Linked DNA regions of Mus musculus: region 2 is linked to region 1. The links are chromatin contacts, called in public Hi-C maps. All regions are on one chromosome and are shown on one strand. The core of a region is the stretch at or near the end of the contact, and the rest is flanking DNA. Distances in the headings are between cores, read along the strand shown.

Evidence for each region. A called contact is a pair of places that touch in the nucleus more often than the background predicts.
Region 2: a Hi-C map of B cells shows a contact between it and region 1, with 9 read pairs. The contact joins the promoter of Top1 here to the enhancer-like site in region 1. A contact is called at or near these places in 8 of 39 promoter capture datasets (the 3T3-L1 cell line, the C10 cell line, cranial neural crest and 5 more), 1 of 15 datasets of contacts at CTCF or cohesin (large pre-B cells), 1 of 484 Hi-C or Micro-C datasets (B cells), 8 of 115 datasets of contacts at active chromatin or transcription factors (embryonic forebrain, embryonic midbrain, embryonic stem cells and 3 more) and 1 of 9 other capture datasets (embryonic stem cells).

Annotation. Positions count from the first base shown.
Region 1 is chr2:158,862,202-158,865,637 of GRCm38.p6, reverse strand. No RefSeq gene overlaps it. Among named protein-coding and RNA genes, the nearest start is that of Gm38630, 45 kb to the left of the region's middle. Within about 2 kb of position 1,632, at least 18 of the 459 cell types and tissues checked have an H3K27ac peak or open chromatin away from gene starts, as enhancers often do.
Region 2 is chr2:160,644,162-160,647,597 of GRCm38.p6, reverse strand. Top1 (topoisomerase (DNA) I) reads right to left here and starts at 1,701. Exons shown (of 21, transcript NM_009408.2): 1 at 1,336-1,701; 2 at 966-990. The coding sequence starts at 1,368.

The DNA of each region.
Region 1 (3,436 bases), core at 383-2,882:
GAGCAGGCCTTAACTCTAGGGCGGTAAACCAAGTCTGGCTTCTAGCCTATGCAGCTCCAGACACACAAACACGGAGTGCCAGCGACCCCTGCTGGCCTCTGGGTGAAGTGCATGCCCAGGGCATCCATGCTGCAGACAGGTCAGACTCAGAGGTTGAGCTACTCTAGAGGGCCTGGTATAGGGAACGCTGCTGCGCAGGCCTACACATCAACGCAGAAAGCCTTAACCAGAGCTGCATCTGTCCTGAGTTGTCTGTGGACATTTTCTGCAACCCCAGATGCCAGCGTGTCGCTTTGACCTGGAAGAGCCTTCAGAGGTCATGGCTTATGCACAAAACGGTGCTTTCACATCAGCGTATGCTTGGCTTATGCAGACTGATATCCCCAGAATGAGACTAGGAATGACCCAGGAGGCTACACCTCAGCTCTGGGATGGTTAGCCAGGGATCACGCCACCCCCAGAACAGCAAAGTTCTCCAGGTTCCAGGCCTCTGGTTCCAGGCCCAGTGTCCTACACCAGCTTGATGCCCCTCTCGATTGTTGCCCTACAGTGCATCCCAAAACTTGGTAGGCACAAAACATTTTGTCATCGTCATAGATGGTCAGGAATTAGGCAGTGGCAATAGGATGGGTGTGCTCCTGCCTGCTGAGGGCCTATCGGGCTGGGTTTCAAAGGACTGGGTGGGACCCACTTCCACAGTGACATTCTAGCTCCTGGGCAGGAAAGCATGATTGGCACTGAGGTCTTCTGAGGCTGCTCTTGACAACATTCTAGTATTATACTACTGGCCTGGCACAGGGGTGCCTTGGCGTCCCAGCAATGACCTTCTGTCACATGACAGCATCACTTGACATCCCTCCATGAATCAAAACAGTTACAAGCCTGCAAGACCCAGAGAGGGGTGGCAGACCAACTCTGCCTCTTCATGGGAAGGCCATTGGGGAGTCTGCAGCTGTTCTGCAAAACACAGCATGCCCAGGCACCAGGGCAGTTCCTAAAATGTGTGCCCCGTTCCCTCCAAGCCCTGATACTCCCGCCTGGAGCTCAGAATTGGTCCCTCTGTGCCTGTGGAGGAAAAGGTGACTGAGAAGAATAGCCCTGGACCGGATGCAACAGTGGGTGGCTGTGAGGGGGTTGCTGTAGAAAGGGAGCTGGAAGACGCCTCAAATGACATGGTTTGGCTTACTGGGCCCCAGGTTCTCACATGTATGGGCACATGTGCATGTGTTGGACGGGCACGCATGAAGGTCAGAGGGCAAGCTCAAGTGTTTATCCTCAGAATGCTGTCTACCTCCTTAGAGTGTGTCTCTCATGAGCCTGGAGCTGAGTAAATAGTATAGACTGGATGGCCAGTGTGCCCTGGTATACGTACCACCACACCTAGCATACACACACACACACACACACACACACACACAGGTTCTGGGGGTGAACTCAGGCCCACATACTGACAACGCTCCTATTTCTAAATCTGAGTACTTACAAGCAAGGGAAGGGTGACAAGCATGAATGCAATAAAGAGGAAATAGTTCCTTAGCTGCCCCTGTCCCTCCGTATCTGCTAGACTGCCAGGAAAGGGACGAGTAGTGACTCCTATTGGCCAGCAGAGGGCAGCACAGTACCGCTCTGCAGCATCAGAAGTTGAGCTAGCAGATGGATGGATGGAGGCTGGGCTAGGATCAGAACCTCCACATCCCTGGTAAGGGTGGGCTGCTGCCTGATCCAGCATGTGACAGCCACGGAAGCAGGGGTTGTATTCCTCAGGCCTACTGCACAGGAACATTTTATCTGACTGCCGGGATGAGTGCGGTGTGTGTGTGTGTGTGTGTGTGTGTGTGTGTGTGTGTGTGTGTAACAGCACACAGTTATATCCCATACACAAGCACTTAGTATGCAAAGTATCCATGTGTCTGAACAGTTACAGTTTAAGGCTTGTTCCTGTGTGTCTGTGTGAGCATGTCCCGAAGCTATCACTTGCCCAGGGTGACCAGCAGCCCCACTTGGAAGTGTTCCCCACAAAAGATCTGGTGTCATCATCGCAGGGACCAGGGGGCCTCACTACGGCCCTTGGGAACCCCTCCCAGACATATCCCTCCCTCTGCTCAGCCCCAGTTATCTCTAGCTTCTACCCATCTGACCGGTCCATCATTGCACTTTGATCCTTTCCTGGATGTCTTATCTCCATTTTTTTTTTTTTTAAAGTCCTCCTTGAAGGAGACCTGGGGACCCAAAGATCCTGGCACCAGGTAGTCTGGCTTAGGTAATAGAGGAAGGAACCGAGGTAGCCTTCTAGGACACAGTTGGACTTAGAGGTAGTAGGGAGTCTTGCCTACTGAGCAAACTATGGGCCAGGGCTTTTGAAACTCCATGAAGCACAGGTGTAAACGGATGGAGGGGAAGTTAATACTGCCATCCTTGCTTGACAGACAGAAACCTGACCCAGAGAGAAACAGTGTGGAGCCAAGGTTTACAAAGTAACTGTCCGGCTGGGACTTAAACCTAGGACTTCTGAGCACTGCTATTCTCCTTGCTGGGATAAAATACTGAACAAAAGCAGCTTAGGAGACTTGACTCACAGCCCATGGGGTAAAGGCATGCCAGTGGAAGCAAGCTGCATCCTGTCAGGAAGTAGAGAGATGAACATTTGTGTGTAGCCTCTTTCTCCTTCTTATGCAGTCTGGAACTCGAGTCCACGGGATGGATGCTCCCACCGTCATTTAGGGTGGGCCTTTCTTCCTCAGGAAAAGCCTTCTGGAAATGCTCACACAGATATAGTAAGGCATGCCACACGATTCTCAGTCTTGTAAAACTAACCTTGAAGATAACCAACCCAGGCACGGGACACACAATACTCTATGATGAAATTCTGGGAAAATCTAATCCACAGGACCAAAAGCAGAACCACAGCACGGGAGCCAGGGCACCGTGTCAGGATGGCGGTGACTACCAAGATCACCAGGGAACGTTTTAGGTGCCTGATTCTTATGGCCAGTGGCAGTGCGCTGTCAAAACACCCAACCAAATGAGTGTTTCTTATATGTAACTCATCCTTTATTGAAAGTTAGGGCTTGGGGCCAGCAAATAAAGGGCTGGGTGTCCATGTGGGTTTAAGCATCAGTTCCATCTTGAAGCTACCATCTATTTTATTGCCTCCTGTTTGGAAACATAGAGAGAGAAACTGGGTCCATAGAAACCCCACAAGCTCCCATTAGTGCCAGTGGTCTGTTTATCTGTGAACAGGACAAAGGCTTTTCCGGGGAGTTCACTCCTACTCCTGCCGCTGTTGCTGGCTTTCAGACTACAGGTGGAAACTAACTCCACCCTGCTGGTGCAGACAAGAAAAGAGGTATCTGAGTACTGTAACACTGTGCTGTGCCTGTAAACGCTGCCAGCTCTTCCATCCACAGTAGACACAACTCCTGCCAAACTGAACAGT
Region 2 (3,436 bases), core at 452-2,951, 1.8 Mb before region 1:
GCAATTCAGCAACCTTTCGGAACAAGCACAATAAACTGTGTCTCAAAAATAACCCAAAAAACAAAAAACTCTACCTTGCCACAATAGGAAGTTCTGGTCACTAATACTTTTAATTTTTTTTAAAGAATATATGCTCAAGTCCAACACTCACACTAGATGACACACAGACAACCTGAAAACTTTTTTAAAGGGAGTTATCTTTGCAAACAGCACAACTTGGGAAAACAATCCCAAAATACAAAGAACTCCACAAAAGATGGCTTTAGTTTCAAGAACTGTAACTGCTATTATAAACATCTCACCATTTAAAAAATAAAAGGACTAAAAACAAAAAACAAAAGAAACAAAAAAAACCCATAAAACCCTTAGCTGCCTAAGGGAATCTTTCGTTCTGGAATCACAAAAATTAAAAAAGAAGAAGAAAGCAAGCAAACATGAAGCAGAAAGCAAGTAACTTCCAAAATAAAGTTCTATTAAGAAAAAATAAAAGATAATTCCGTCCCTAAGCCTTCCTTCTTTGGTGAGGTCTGTGATTTATATGGCTCTGCTCTGCAGAAAGCTCTTTCTGGACAGCTCAAGGAAGGAGCTGAGGGAGGGAGAGAAAGACACAGGCACAGAAAGGAGAGGAGAGAGAAAAAGAAAATGGCGCAGAGACTAAGTCCCGACCGTCGACAAGGCGACTTTCCCGGGAAGAATCCCGGCGGAGAAAGGCCGCCCGAGACCCAGCGACGGTCGACGCGGGGTCTCCGGTGCCCCCTCTGGAGAAGGCCGTGATCTGGGGGTGCTGAGACCCCGGGAAAGGGGGTCCAGAGGCGGCCCGATGGGAACAATGGGGCCGGTGAGCGAGGAGCCGGGACTTAGTCTCTGGGACGCCATGTCTGTCCTCTGCCCGGCTCCGGCCCGGCGCGGGGGAGGCAGGCAGCGGCGTGTGGGGACACTTGGGGCGGGGCGGGGGGCACACTCACCATTCAATCGGAAATCCGCTTCGATCTGAGGAAAGAAAAGGAGGGAAGATGAAACAACCGGCACATGAAGCCCCGGGGCGGCGGACGAGAGCGCGCGGCCGGGGGCCGGGGCTCGGGCCCACCCGGCGCCCCGGAACCCAGAGGCCCGCGAATGGCCTACCCGGGGCTGCCATCCCCCCACCAAACTCCAACTTGACGGCTCCGCCCGGGACCCGGCCATCCAAGCGACTCCAACCGGCCGCCCCTCATCGCAGACTCGGGCCTGTCAACCCGGCGCGGCCGGCTGGGGCTGGGACCGGGGCCCTGGCCGGGGCCGGAGCCGGCCCGGGCCCGAGCAGCTGGGGACGAGTCGGGGGCCGGCTGGTCGCACCTGGGAATCGTTGTGGAGATGGTCCCCGCTCATGTCGGCCGGCGTGCGAACGCTGCGGGCTCAGAGGCAGCGCGGGGGAAGAGAGGCGGACGGCAGGGACGGCCTGAACGGGCGGACGAAGCTCCTGAGAAGCACGAACAGACGGCGACAGCAGCCACCGGCCCGAGACTCCCGGGACAGTGGAGGAGGCAGCGGCGGTAGCGACGCGACTGACAGACTGCCGGGCGGGCGGACAGCGAGAACAGACCCCAGCAGTTGTGTAACAGCCTAAGTTCGCATTTCCCCTCACTGCGCCTGCGCGGCCGCTTTTAAATGGGACGTCGTCGTCGACGTCAGCGCTCGTGGAAAGAGGCTGAGGGTTGCGGCGGGTCTCTTAGAGGTCCGGGAGACAGAGCCGGTTTTGCCTCGCAAGTTCCGCCCCTTTATTAGCATACGGACTTAACTCCGCCCACTCTCTGCTTTCTGCCTTGCTACGGGACTGGCGTTCTCAGAGGCGGGACACCGGCTCTAGCAGCACGCAGGCGCAGCGTGGACACCGCCTCTGGACCTTGGACACCCGGGCGGCCACGTGGTAGGCCTTTAAAGGCCGCGGCGGGACCCAGCTAAGCTGGCCAGGGACCGTGTCTCCAGCTTCTGCATCTCTAGAGCCAGACAAGTTTGATCCGCACGTACCTTGGCTGCCCCGATCTTAGTTCACCAGCAGCCGTAAGGCATTTAGCTGGAGTCTCCTCACAGCCTTTGTCCAGACTTCTGGAATACTTCACATCCATTTATTTATTATTTATTCTTTTTTTTTGTAGGGGGGGGTGTTCGAGACAGGGTTTCTCTGTGTAGCCCTGACTGTCCTGGAACTCACTCAGTAGACCAGGCTGGCCTCGAACTCAGAAATCCTCCTGCCTCTGCCTCCCACGTGCTGGGATTGAAGGCGTGCGCCACCACCGCCCAGCACTTCACACCCATTTTTAAAAATTATTTTAATTTTTCAGTCAGGTTTAGCTCCAGTTTACAGTCATGTAGCCCTGTGTCACAAGTACCCTACTGCATTTGTTCTTTTTATAAACATTTATTAAGCGCCTACTGTGAGACAGGAATTAGTTTGATGTGAGAGGGCTAATATTCCAAATCAAAGGGAATTGGACCCCCAGGTAAATGGATCCTGGTTCTAACCAGGACTGTACCCTGAGAGAACTTTATTTAGGGAACACCATACTATAAGGTCTGCCCTGACTCCTCACAGTCCTGGGTGTGGACCATCGACCACTATCAAACTGTCTTGAGGGATTAATGACATTAGCAATTGGATTTGCAAGAACATCCCAGGCTGAATTCATCTCCAGTCTGGCTCAATCCCCCATATAAATAAATTCGGAAAATGTTCATAAACATTGAGTGATAAACACTTAGGGTTAATTCTTGTGAATATTTCAAAACTCAAGCCAGCTGGGCAGTGGTGGCATACGCCTTTAATCCCAACAGTTGAGAGGCAGAGGCAGGCGGATTTCTGAGTTCGAGGCCAGCCTGATCTACAGAGTGAGTTCCAGGACAACCAGGGCTACTTAGAGAAACTGTCCCGAAAAACCAAGCTTGAAGTGCTGCACGCCCCTTTCCGCATGCTGTACCCATGTGCCTCTCTCCTTTATAACAGTTATCACAGTTGTTAAGTTACCCATATGGGAGCTAGTGACTTCTTTTCTGTCTCCTTTATATAATTCGAGGTCAGTGAGGGTTAGGACCTCTCCATCTTGTTCAGCACTTAGCCCCCAGGAATCAACAGGTCCTCTGACAGAAGAGTCCAATCAACAAAGGCAAACACAACAATGCAGTGGCTAAGAGTCCACACTTGGAAGTCAACTGGCCTATTTTTCAATTCTGCTTTCCTAAGCAGAATTTTCCTATTCTTCCATGACCTTGAACAAGTTGTTTAACCACTCTGAGTCCCAGTTTCTTCATCTGGACAACGGGACAACAGCGATAATTGTGTTTAATAGACAATCCCAAACAAACAAAAAGACTTTGTTTAAGGGCCTGTAGATAATATGTATCATTTGATGTTTAGGTCTGCCTGATTCCAGCACTCTTTCTCCACAGCTGTATGCCAGAG